Regions from separate parts of the Mus musculus genome. Here region 1 is linked to region 2. A link is a contact called in public ChIA-PET data. All regions are on one chromosome and are shown on one strand. Each heading gives the region's core, a stretch centred on a gene start, on an enhancer-like site or on the middle of the called end of the contact. The rest is flanking DNA. Distances are from core to core; before and after follow the strand shown. Region 1 overlaps Pawr (PRKC, apoptosis, WT1, regulator). Region 2 has its middle 20 kb from the start of Pawr.

What was found. ChIA-PET counts read pairs in DNA pulled down with a chosen protein or histone mark.
Region 1: an SMC1A ChIA-PET map of the G1E-ER4 cell line shows a contact between it and region 2, with 9 read pairs. The contact joins two enhancer-like sites. A contact is called at or near these places in 2 of 15 datasets of contacts at CTCF or cohesin (CD8 T cells and the G1E-ER4 cell line), 2 of 484 Hi-C or Micro-C datasets (Sertoli cells and nephron progenitors) and 3 of 115 datasets of contacts at active chromatin or transcription factors (embryonic stem cells and stem cell-derived neural progenitor cells).

What each region holds. Positions count from the first base shown.
Region 1 is chr10:108,393,843-108,400,866 of GRCm38.p6, reverse strand. The region is part of intron 4 of Pawr (PRKC, apoptosis, WT1, regulator); the gene reads right to left. Among named protein-coding and RNA genes, the nearest start is that of Gm36283, 20 kb to the left of the region's middle. Within about 2 kb of position 5,021, at least 4 of the 459 cell types and tissues checked have an H3K27ac peak or open chromatin away from gene starts, as enhancers often do. A contact at or near this core is called in the G1E-ER4 cell line, where this site is marked.
Region 2 is chr10:108,308,944-108,315,586 of GRCm38.p6, reverse strand. No RefSeq gene overlaps it. Among named protein-coding and RNA genes, the nearest start is that of Pawr, 20 kb to the left of the region's middle. Within about 2 kb of position 1,261, at least 4 of the 459 cell types and tissues checked have an H3K27ac peak or open chromatin away from gene starts, as enhancers often do. A contact at or near this core is called in the G1E-ER4 cell line, where this site is marked.

The sequences.
Region 1 (7,024 bases), core at 3,772-6,271, 82 kb before region 2:
GTTGAGAACCACTGTTCCAGAAGAAAAATCCCAATATGAAAGAAATCTATTATGTTCTCGAACAGAAATTCAAAATAGTGATAAGGAAACCAAATGAGATACAATAGAGTGTATTAACTGTTACAATAGATACAATAGAGTGTATTAACTGAGTGTATTATATGATACAATAGAGTGTATTAACTGAGTGTATTAATAGAGTGTAAATAACTGATTAAATGAAGGGCATATCCATGACACCAGGGAGAAACCAAGCAGAAATGGAGAAATGACATCATTCAGTCAACGAAAGGGTCACAAGACAGAAGAAAGGCGTGAGTGTGAGTGTGGGGAAGGGATGAGATAAAGGATGGGATGAAAAGGGTGGTAGAGACAAAGAAGCAAGTGTGGGGGTAAACAAAATGCACTATATATTTGTGTGTGTGTATACACACGTGTTCACACACACACACACATAACAAATACATATATGCATGAAACTATCAAAGAACTTTGATCAATAAAAAAGAAAAGAAAAAGAAAATGCAACATAGGCACATAAGAGTATACTACTCAGGGCTGGAGTGATGGCTCAGAGGTTAATAGCACTGTCTGCTCTTCCAGAGGTCCTGAGTTCAATTCCCAGCAACCACATGGTGGTTCACAACCATCTGTAATGTAATCTGATGCCCTCTTCTCATGTGTCTGAAGACAGCTACAGTGTACTCATATACATTAAATAAATAAATAATCTTTTTTTTAAAAGTGTACTACTCAGTGTAAGAAGAACAAACTCGTGTCCCTTGTGGAGAAATGAAAGATACATCAGGTAAAAGGCAGTCAGCTGGGCACAGAGGTTGATCTCAGCCATGATAGGAGACTAGTGATCGCTAGTGACGAGGAAGGGGAAGGGGGAGGAAGGTTGCATAATGTATACAAAATACAGTCACACAGAAGTATTTGCTATGGTCTTCCTGATCACAGTATGGACATTTAGTTCACCATAGTTTATGATATACTTCAGTACGAGTGCAGACATTCTTAAGTAGGCAGATGATAAATATAAGGGGTGAATATCCTAATGGCTCTGATTTGATCATTACACCATGCAGTGAATATTTATATGACCCTATAAATATGAACAAAGAAACATCAATTAATAACAACAGAACTGAGAAGTCTCACTGAATAGCTGTAAGACACTTGAATGTTAGGAATGTCAAAATATAAATAAAATCCTGTGCATGTGTGCAGGCAAAGAGTGATCACTGAAAATCAAATCAGCACTCTGGCCCCCATACATACTAGATGAGAAAGACAGGCTGCCATAACCAGACAGGGCCATGTTACTTGATTTTGTTGCCAAATTTAGCTCTTTATCCTAAAACGGAATTGCTTTCAACCTATTCTGTAGGACAGATATGTACAACGGAAAATATTCAGAATAATAATAAAAACTGTATCATGAACTCCAAAAGGTTTGTGATGTTCTAGTTAGGAATGCTAACACAAACCTAAGATCCAACGAGAAAACTGTCTGCTCTTAGCCACAGAGATACTAAGTATGGTGGTCAGTAAAGGGAAAATAAGAAGCAATATTATCTCATAGGTAAATACCACCCTTTATTGGAAGTTTCTCCCCTTCTGGGAATTTTCACATCTGTGGAAAGACGAGAGGGCGCTGCTGTGTTGTTCAGGAAAATAACACTGTTATTCTAAAGCTATCATAAGAATGAGATTGGCAGCATTAAGAGATTATAGTCAGAGGAATTTCCCACTAACACAGACATTTTAAAGCTCAGCAATGAGATGAAATACAAGACTCATGGGTAAAACCCAGGAAACAATGGGTATCAAACATCCAGAGGTGTTAGACAGTTCACGGCCTTCCTAAGTAGCAAGTAAGAGCAGGACTGGCCTCCACACTCCTCGCTTTCTCGACCCTCCTGTGTCCCACAACCCGCTGTGTGGGCTCTTCCCCTGCCTTTCAATACAAGCACACACAATCAAAATTCAAAACCAGTACCAGGCTCTTTACTAAAACTGGGATGCACACTCACTGTAAGACAACAGGGAAGACTTTTAACACTTTATTTTTATTTTATGTGTACGGCTGTTTTTACCTGCTTCTCTGTCTGTGAGGGTGATGGATCCCCTGGAACTGCACTTACAGACACTTGGGTGCTGAGAATTGAGCCCAGGGCCTCTGGAAGAGCAGTCGGTGCTCTTAACCACTGAGCCATCTCTCCAGCTCCTACAGGGAGGACCTTTTTGTCTTATCGCTTTTCTCTAAAAGACCACAGCCCCATCTCAAAGGACTGGCTGTCTTTCCATCTCATGTTTTTTCATTCCAAGGTTTTCTTAGTCACTAAGATGGACTTATCCCTGCATCTCTCCTATACTCTGAAATGTATACATTTCAGTTCATTTCAGAGTATTTGGCCAATTTTCTGAGGAACCTCCAGACTGACTTCCAGAGTGGTTATACAAGCTTGCAATCCCACCAACAATGGAGAGTGTTCCTCTTTCTCCACATCCTCGCCAGCATCTGCTGTCACCTGAATTTTTGATCTTAGCCATTCTGACTGGTGTGAGGTGGAATCTCAGGGTTGTTTTGATTTGCATTTCCCTGATGATTAAGGATGTTGAACATTTTTTCAGGTGCTTCTCAGCCATTCGGTATTCCTCAGGGGAGAATTCTTTGTTTAGCTCTGTACCCCATTTTTAGTGGGGTTATTTGATTTTCTGGAGTCCACCTTCTTGAGTTCTTTGTATATATTGGATATTCGTCCCCTATCAGATTTAGGATAGGTAAAGATCCTTTCCCAATCTATTGGTGGCCTTTTTGTCTCATTGACTGTGTCTTTTGCCTTACAGAAGCTTTGCAATTTTATGAGGTCCCATTTGTCAATTCTCGATCTTACAGCACAAGCCATTGCTGTTCTGTTCAGGAACTTTTCCTCTGTGCCCATATCTTCGAGGTTTTTCCCCACTTTCTCCTCTGTAAGTTTCAGTGTCTCTGGTTTTATGTGGAGCTTCTTGATCCACTTAGACTTGAGCTTTGTACAGGAGATAAGAATGATCAATATGCATTCTTCTATATGATAATCACCAGTTGAGCCAGCACCATTTGTTGAAAATGCTGTCTTTTTTCCACTGGATGGCCCAGATGTCCCTCAACAGAGGAATGGATACAGAAAATGTGGTACATTTACACAATGGAGTACAACTCAGCTATTAAAAACAATAAATTTATGAAATTCTTAAGCAAATGGATGGATCTGGAGGATATCATCCTGAGTGAGGTAACCCAATCAGAAAAGAATTCACAGCCGGGTGTGGTGGCGCACGCCTTTAATCCCAGCACTCGGGAGGCAGAGGCAGGCGGATTTCTGAGTTTGAGACCAGCCTGGTCTACAGAGTGAGTTCCAGGACAGCCAGGGCTACACAGAGAAACCCTGTCTCAAAAAAACAAAAAACAAAAAAAAAAAAAAAAAAAGAAGAAGAAAAAGAAAAAGAAAAAGAAAAGAATTCACATGATATACACTCACTACTAAGTGGATATTACCCCAGAAATTTAGAATACCCAAGATACAATCTGCAAAACACATGAAACTCAAGAAGAAGGAAGTCCAAAGTGTGGATACTTCGTTCTTCCTTAGAATGGGGAACAAAATACCCATGGAGTGAGTTACAGAGACAAAGTTTGGAGTTGAGACAGAAGGAAGGACCATCCAGTGACTGCCCCACCCAGGGATCCATCCCATAAACAGTCACCAAACGCAGACACCATTGCATACACTAGCAAGATTTTGCTGACAGGACCCTGATATAGCCGTCTCTTGTGAGGCTATGTCAGTGCCTGGCAAACACAGAAGTGGATGCTCACATTCATCTATTGGATGCAACACAGGGCACCCAATGGAGGAGCTAGAGAAAGTACCCAAGGAGCTGAAGGGGTCTGCAACCCTATAGGTGGAACAACAATATGAACTAACCAGTACCCCCGGAGCTCATGTCTCTAGCTGCATATGTAGCAGAAGATGGCCTGGTTGGCCATCATTGGGAGGAGAGGCCCCTTGGTCTTGCAAAGATTATATGCCCCAGTACAGAGGAATGCCAGGGCCAGGAAGCTGGAGTGGGTGGGTTGGGGAGCAGGGTGGGGGAAAAGTGTAGGGGATTTTCAGGATAGTATTTGAAATGTAAATGAAGAAAATATCTTTAAAAAAAAAAAGAAAGAAATGGAAGACGTATGAGTAGCTCTCATTTTGGGTATCTATCAGATTCTTCCAACTAAACAGGTTTGAATGGGAACTCACCCCCAGCCTACAATCCTAAAAAACTATAGTAGAAAATAATTTATTAAAAAAAAAAGAGTATTTGTCCCAGGGCAGGGCGACTGGCTCAGTGGTTAAGAGCGCCTGTTGCTCTTGTAGAGGACCCAGATTTGGTTCCTGGCATTCGTATGGCGGCTCACAACCATCTAAGTCCAGTTCTTTGGGGCCAGTCACACAGACCTCTCCTGACCTTTGCGGGCACCAGCTGTGCATATGGTGGTGGGCATGCACAGGCGTACACAAAATAAAAATTTTAAACCTAAAAAAAAAGGGTTTGTTCAGAGTATCTCAAATCAAACACATTTATTCTAGATAAGAGAAGTCTTCCCACACAAACAAAGGCATAGGCGTAGTTTATTAAGGCATGTGCCCGGAGGTAAGCCTTCTGGACTGCAGTGTGTGCCTGTGGCAACCAGCGTACGATGCAAAACCACTCAGCACCAACAGAAGGATTATAGAGAAAATGGAGCCCAGGACGTGATCTCAAAAACTACTTCCAGGGACACATTTAAAGGTGGGGAAAAGAACGGAAGAGAAACATTACCACAGGGCTAAATATGCTAAAGACTCAAGAAAAACATCAATATGGCATTTTATTATAGAACAGTGACGGGTGTTTACGGAAGCGGGCGTCACAAGAACTACACGTAGCTCATGATTCACCGTGGGGTGTGAGGAGGAGGAGGGAAGTGGAGGAGAAGTGGAAGTTACGCCACCCACAGGGAAAGCAGGCTGCCACTAACACTGAGCTGGCTGACAGACGTGGGCAGCATACACCTGGCTGTGCGCTCTATGTTCCCACGTAAGGGAAAGTGGGCGCCATTCTATATGCACATAGCATGTCAATTCTGAGGAAGGGTTAGTTTGTCCCCTAACGCATCAATAAGAATGGATCTCCGCAGCAGGCTTTAACGTACACCAGAGGAGGCTGACTCTAAAGAGAATGTTGGCCTTTAAGAAAAAGAACCATGGACATGCTTTCCTCAAGTTAAAAAGCAACCGTGGCTTCCCGAACCAGAGGTAGTGTGTACTCCTGTGTACTCCTGTGCTGGGTGTGTTGAAGAAACACAGATGACGCGGCTGAGGGCAGCCCTAGTTTATCGGACTGAAAGTTAAGTTGCAGACACCCACGTTACAGTGAGGAGCTGAGGGGATATGGAACTAGATACGGAACTAACTGTACATCTACTGCTGTCTGTACGAGATAAAAAGCCATTTATAAAATGAATCAGCGATAAAAAATGATAGCAGTCACGTTTGGTTTAGATGATAGGATTGCGTTTTATTAATACCAATTTTCTGTACGTGTCACATTTTCATGAAGAAACACACACTGCTTTAAAAGGCAGAAAAGAGGCCCTACAGGATGGCTCAGTGGTTAAACCCTCTCACCATACACGGCTGCAAGTGGGGTATCATCTCCGCATTCCATAGTGAGGTGGGAGGAAAATCGTCGTGCAAAGCAGTCCAGGCTGTGACTCTGCCTGCACCTGGCCACCCGACTTTAATCCTTGGTACCCAAATAAAGGTGGAAGGGTAGCCAACTCTCCCACCCTCACCACATCCTTCCGGACTTAGTCTCTCTTTCTTCAAAGTTTAACCAATGTACTGGAAACCTCACCAAGGAAGCATTCTACTGACAGAATTACACACTGGGAAAAGAAAACCCCAAACGCCTGCCGTTGATCCATCTTTCCTAAACGGAGTATCAGAAACGTCACGGAGCTCATCTCCAAACGGATGAAATTAAAAATCAAGAATAGTATGTGTGGGACTTCCTAGAGGAACAAGGGTCCCCTGCACTGTAAAGCACCGCAGTGCCCGCTTGGTGCTTCACCGAGCTAAAACTCAGCATTCTTGACATTTGTAATTAGTGAGAGAGAAGTGCCCACAGGGCCAGAGACTTGAAACCCCTAGAGACTTTTCAGAGTTATTGCCATCTGTGTGTCTCTACAAGTCATTTAGTTTATGGAAAGCTGTGTCTGACGTGTGATACCAGTGTTTTATCTCTTAGGCCATTCCTCATCTCTGTCATCCCCATTTGTCAAGAGACACCCTCGTCAAGAAACACCAGGTCTCTGATCACTGCTACAACTTGCTGACAGACTAGGGAGAGTAATGAACTGTTGACAGACTATGTAAGATAACCCCGGGAGATAAAGAATGGATAATTTCAGATATGAGTCTGGGCTCTGTACAGAGCTTCTTAGACTACATTAAAATCGACTCATTACAACTCAATAAAAGTACTATTACAAATTTAAGTTTCAGTATTTACTCATTTAAGCAGGGTCTCCCTATTAGCTCAGGCTAGCCTCAAACTCGCCATTTCCTTGGTCCTCTCAGATGCTTTGGCTATTTAAAAGTATGCTTGGGAATAATAAACAGGGCTAAATCTTGAAAGCTGAAAAGTAACGTGTCTCCTGCTTTAGGCTACAAAAATAAAAGTGTATGCAGATGAATGTATCACAAAGAAAATAATGGTTTTTAGACCTTAAAAATAAAAAAACACATGCTGGAAAGATAGCTCAGCGGTTAAGAGTACCGACTGTTCTTCCAGAGGTCCTGAGTTCAATCCCCAGCAACCACAGCATGGCTCATAACCATCTGCAATAGGGTCTGGTACCCTCTTCTGGTGTGTCCGAAGAGAGCTATGGTGGTGTACTCATATGCATGAAATAAATAAATAAATCTTTGAGAATAAATAA
Region 2 (6,643 bases), core at 12-2,511:
CTTCACACACACCAGAAGGGGGCATCTGTTCCCATTACAGATGGTTGGGAGCCACCATGTGGTTGCTGGGAATTGAACTCAGGACTTCTGGAACAGCAGTCAATGCTCTTAACCGCTGAGCCATTCTCCGACCCCTAGACTGGCCTTGAACTCACTTGCCTCTGCCTCCCAAGTGTGGGGATTAAAGGTGTGCGCCACCAACTTTTAAAAAGTGATTTATTTTTCTTTTAAGTGCATTGGTGTTTTGCCTGCTTGTATGTCTGTGTAAGAATGTCGAATCACCCGGAGCTGGTGATACAAAGAGTAGCGAGTGCCATGTGGGTGCTGGGAATTGAACCTAGGTCCTCTGGAAGAGCAGCCAGTGCTCTTAACTGTTGAGCCCTCCCTCCAGCCTCTTAAGACAGAAGGTTTTAAAGTTAGTTTTTCATGTGTTTTTTTTTTTAATGTTTTATAGGGTCTAATATTCAAAGCTACAGGGAGAAAGTGGGGGTGAGGGAATTCCACTCCTGATGGCCAGGTATGTTGTTGTGTTGCCTCACGTGAGACAACCTGTGGACCACTTTCCTGGGTGTTCTCTCAGCGAGTCTCTGGACGGCCCCACATGCGTGCGCTCAGACTTCATGTGTGTGTTTATGCACGGTACGCATCCATTTGTACACGAAGGATAGATTGCCACTGGACCTTCTTTCCTTCACTTTAATGTAGATTTTTGGAGCTCTTTCATCTAGATACATTCTGTATTCATCTGATACGCTCCTGTGTAGCACAAACACATGCCGGATACTCACCGGCACTAACGATGGAACACTGGATGAAATCCACAACATGTCTGCTTGCACAGAGCTTACATTCCAAGAGAGGGGTACAAAGAAGACTATCGGTAAACCATGAAATACGTGGACAAGCATCATATGGTGTCAAGGGAATTTCACTGATAAAAAGTTCACTTTATCGCTCCAAAACAGCTCACTGATGGACACCCATTGGTGATATAATTTTCAACCGCCAAGCATAGGAAGGGATTTGATACCATGCTACCCAGCCGCACACTAGCTTATCAGTCCTTAACCGGCCCAGACTCAAAATTCCCTGTCGAGAAAAATGGCCCTGAAATTGTGCAAAGACTTTCATTTTCATCCCCACAAATGCCTTAAAAATAATAGATGTTAAAACAATCTGTTGAGTGAGTGATTGTTAGGTAGTTAGCGTGCCCCGTGTGGTTTTCTATCAGTGAAATGTTGCAGCGTCTGCAGAGTAAATAAATGATGGTTTTAGTCAGTCTGGCACACACATCTTTTTTTTTTTTTTTTTTTTTTTTTAAAGTTCATGAATGTGGATAGTTTCAAAATGCCCTATTACTACCAAAATATCATGTTTATAAATTGCTAAAAAATTGGATTTATACTGAAACCCTATCAACCATTGTGGTTAAAATGTATTCAATCCTCTGCAATTTAATTTTTTTCCCTCCCTTTTAAAACATTGCAAAGGCAAAGCGAGCTTCTAAACCTGTTATTTATTAACAGCACACATGCTGAGCTAAGGACATTTCTAATGCCCCAAATTGCTGACTTTCGGATGTTTGGGCCTCTGACTCTTCTTTGAAGTCTCAGTGGAGGGGTAAAGAACTGAATGCATGTGACATTATATGCGCTACACGTGACAGCAGACGACACAGAGAAGCATCATCGGCTGGAAAAGACTATTCAGAACAATGCCTCTAGTTTGAGTCTCCAGCACTTTAGGTATTCATTGTATATGACCCATCCCAAAGAAAAGGGGCTTTCATTCTATGAACACAAATGATAGTGAGTCCTCAATTCGATTGGCCAACACTTAATAATAGACAATAAATGAACAAACTGAGAGAAGACCCCAGTTTAGAGTTTTGCCTTACCTACTATCTCTGAAGCTAAATTTGTAGGTTTCAATTATTGATGTCTTGACTAAGAAGAAATATTTCTCAACACCTGACATTTCCCCTTAAAACAAAAAAAAAGCATTCATATTTGCTTTCTTTCTTAACATCTTCAATGATTTAGGGAAACTTCAACACCATTAAGAAATAAGATGACAAAACACAGTAGAGTTTTATGAGTGGCACATCACATAGCTGGTCATTAATATTCACTTAAGGAAAGCACCTAAGTTCTCCCTTGAGTGGAAAAAGCTGGAGGAACACAGGACTTACCTAACATAGGACTTCTATAATCAATGGCAAGCAGGTGTCAAGCATTGTCTTGACTGGCATATTAGTGTTATTATTTTGGTGTATAGGTGTGTGTGTGTGTGTGTGTGTGTGTGTGTGTGTGTGTGTGTGTGTGTGAGAGAGAGAGAGAGAGAGAGAGGTTTGCCTATGTCCACGTGTGTGTGGGTGCACGTGAATGTGCCTGTAAGGAGGCCAGAACCAACTTCTGATGGCCCCTTGCTTCTGCTCACTGTAATCACAGAACCAGGAGCTGGCTAGTGTGACTAGCCTGGTCAATGATCCCCAGGGAGCCTCCAGTCACTTTCCCAATGCTGCGATTCTGAGTGTGCATCTCTACATTTAGCTTTTGCTTGTGTGCATAGGATCTGACCCCAGGGCCTTATACTTGTGTGGCCAGTACTTTACTGGAGTGAGCCATCGTCCCCTGATGCCCCCTACCCCTAGTCTCTTGTTTCTGTTTTGCATTAACAGTCTGAATCCATCTTGGGGGTGGGGGATCAAGCACTTGATAGTTCTGGAGGTCCATCGCTAAACTATTTTACCTGTTAGGCTTGCCACCCTGCTGCTGCAAATACTACTTGGTTCCACGGTCATTTTAGAAATAAAATCTAGCCCAGTGGGAAGGCCCACTGTGCTTAAAGAAATATGACTTCCATGTTCTAGACTTCATGAGGCAGTGGGTCTCATAATGAAACATGGAGTCCAAGGTTTTGTTTTGGGGTGTGTGTGTGTGTGTATGCATATATCTGTGTGTGTGTATGTGTGTGTGTGCATGTGTGTGCACATGTGTGTGTCTGTGTGAGTGTCTCTGTGAGTGCCTGTCTCTGTGTGTGTGTGTGTGTGTGTGTGTGTGTTTGAATTGAGTCTGTGTTTGTTTGTCTGTGTGTCTGTGTGTCTCTGTGTATCTGTATGTGTGCATGTGTATGTGTGTTTGTATGTGCATGTGTATGTCTGTGTGTTTGTGTGAGTGAGTGTGTGTATATGTGTATATGTGTGTCTCTGTGTGTGTGTATGTGTGTGTGTGTGTGTGCCTGTAGCCATCTAGAAGCCAGCAGAGGCTGTTTTCTCCCACTTTACAAGGCAATGACCAGTGTTCTGGGTTCTTGCTGGTTGCCGGGGAGAGCTTTATATTCAGTGTCTGTCAGTGGTGAAGATTTAGTAAAAGGAAATGGGAAAGCGAGGGAGAAAGGAAGCCACGGCAGCAGTTACGGGGCTCAGCTTAAAGGACCACATCCAAGTCCACTGCAGCAGCAGACTCAACGATCTGCCAGGTCAGACCTACTCCTCCTCCCTCTGCTCTCTCTAGGTTTTCTTCCAAATTCACATCTCATGGTATGCATCGCACTAAAATTTCAGAAGAAGGACTTTATCATCAGATTCAGAATCACCATCCTCCAGAGGGCGACCCTTATCTCCAGTTTCAGCTACTCCATAGAGGGGTCAGAGGGGTCAAATATTTTGACCACGATATGCAGTTAATAAACAAGTTATTTAACACCAATGTAAATAATGCTTACCCTAATTTTATAATATTTACATTATAATATTATACGATTTCTGTTATTAATCAATTCTCTCCTTTCCTGCTCCACCATACTCACTTAAAAACTGACAGCAGTGCCATGCCGAGTGGATTTCCTAACTCTCGGAGTTGTGAAACCCTTGATCCATATCTCTCAGACTTTCATATGCATGCAAATACCTGAGAAATTCTGCTTAATATGCACAGCCCGGGCTGAAGCATCTCTGTGGTAAAGCACAGTTGGGCAAACACAAGGCCTGGCCTTCAACCCCCAACATAAAACAAATGGCAACAATGAAATCCACCCCCCAAACACACAGTTGATGGCTTTCTCCATCTTTGTCTAAATCTGATTTGATTTTCTTCCTGGAAAATTGTTCATCTTGGGCTGGAGAGATGGCTCAGTGGTTAAGAGCACTGATTGCTCTTCCAAAGGTCCTGAGTTCAAATCCCAGCAACCACATGGTGGCTCACGACCATCTGTAATGGGATCTGATGCCCTCTTCTGGTGTGTCTGAAGACAGCTACAGTGTACTTACATATAATCAATCAATCAATCAATCAATCAATCAATCTTTGAGCCAGAGTGAGCAGGACCAGGGTGAGAAAGAAAAACAAAAAACAAAAGAAAATTGTTCAATCTCCCCCAAATTATGCTATACAAAAGGTATTTCATATGTGAATGATGTGCCTACAGAGAAAGAAAATAAAATATCAATACCAGCAGCAAAGGAGACAAACCATCAAACACACTATGCACTCAGGTTTGGGCATGTATTCAAACCATGAAAAAGATCTACCTAAAATCAATGAAATGTGTATTGATATCTCTTTGTATCTAGTCAGAATCCCAGGGGTTACAAGAGGCTGCTCTCTCCAACCCCATGAAACTCTCATACCTTCTTTTATTTTGAAAATTCATATTTATTCTAGCCAGGATAGCTTCATGGATGAGTAAGTCATCTTCCATATTAAAAAAAAAATTTTAGAAATCAGGGTTGGGTCCATAGTAGTCCTACACACCCCCATCACTACAGTCCTTCTGCTTCCTCCCCTGTTTAAACTTTTCCCTCCATAGTATACATCTTCTTTATTTTCCTTTTTACTATGTTCTACTATTTGCTCTCCCTACCATGATGGCCCTTTCTAATCTCCTGGTGTCCATGAGTGCTCTATTACAAAACAGAGGTTGAAGAGAGTAACACTGCATGGCTAGATAATGCTGATCCCAGAAGCAGTGTGTTAATAGACAAAACTTCAAGACCTAGGTGTGGGATATCTCTGGAGGAGTTGGTTAGGGTAGCCCCAGATAGCTCCCAAAAGAATACAGGCTCTTAGCTGTCCACCAGAGTTAGAGAATAATATCCTTTTACTGACGATAACATGCAGGTTGCAAGTTGCAGAGAATGTCACCTGGGACTGAGCTGGAAACTTCCCGTTGGCTAGCAGTCAAAGTCATAGAGGGTGCCGTGTAGGCTCCTGGAGGGTAAAAGATATCGTGGGTCTTACCTATCTGTGAACTCTGTGAACCACAAAAAGAAAAAGCAAGCTACCAGAAAAACAAACGTATACAGTTGTGCCATAATTGTTATGGGGATAACCACCTCTGGGTGTGAGGCTTATTCCATGGAAGGGAACCTGTGCCTGACACTGAGGAGGTTAGAGACCCATATTGGGTAGCTAAATTGTTACAACACAAAACTGTTTTGTAAATATGTATGCTGTCAAGTACTTTCTAAATATGTATGTTTAGTCCCATATGTATGTTTAGACCAGCGCTATTCTCAGCTTCATGCAGAGAAGAGTTTTGTTACGGACTCAGGGGCGTGTAAGGTGCTAAGAATCAGTGAGAGGCTAATACTTAGCCATAAACAAGATGTTTACAGCACCACCTCTAAGGCTGAGGGAACGTTGCAAAAGAGGGAGTAAGACACATGTAAGAGTACAGGAGAGATGGCTCAGTGGTTAAGAGCACTGACTGCTCTTCCTAGAGGTCCTGAGTTCAATTCCCAGCAACCACATGGTGGCTCACAACCATCTGTAATGGGATCTGATGCCCTATTCTGGTGTGGCTGAAGAGAGCAACAGTGTGCTCATATACATAAAATAAGTAAATCTTTTTATTAAAAAAAAAGACTCATGTAAGAGTTGGAAGATAGGGTGAAAGGCTGTGAAACATTGTCTTCTAGCCTTGATGAAACCATTGCAACCATGAACTGATAACTGGTTACTTACAATGGACCTGCACTGGGAAGGCCCTGTCAATAGTCATGGAAGTGGGTGGACTTGGAGGGTGTGGTGATTTGAATATGCTTGGCCCAGAGAGTGGCACTATTAGGAGGTGTGTCCTTGTTGCAGTAGGTGTGACACTGCTGAAGGAAGTGTGTCACTGTGGGGTGGACTTTGAGACCCTCCTCCTAGCTGCCTGAGAGAGAGATTCAGCTTTCTCCTCTTTGACTTCAGAACAAGATGTAGAACTCTCCGCTCCCCCAGTACCATGCCTGCCTACATGTTGCCATGCTTCCTGCCATGATGATAACTGGCTGAGCCTCTGAAACACTACTAGAAGTAAATGTTTCCCCTAGTTTGCTTCAGAAGAAACTCTAATAAACTCTAATCTCCTCTTCATAACTTCACCTTCCTTTGCATTATCATCTTTATTTCCTTTTCACCTAGTGTTGGGTGATAGTAACAGAACAACTTTCAGTAGTGGTTTCTCCTTTTCCTTTTTGGGTCCTGAATATATCACATTTACTTTGAGACTCAACTCAAACATTGCTCCTCCAAATATAACCTTTCTCTGATGTTCTTCACGCCCATTGCCTAAGGACCTAGTGCCTCTCTGTACTTAGCCGTCATTATGGTCTATAATTATCAATATGTCTTCACTGAGAAACTCCAAGTCAATGAAT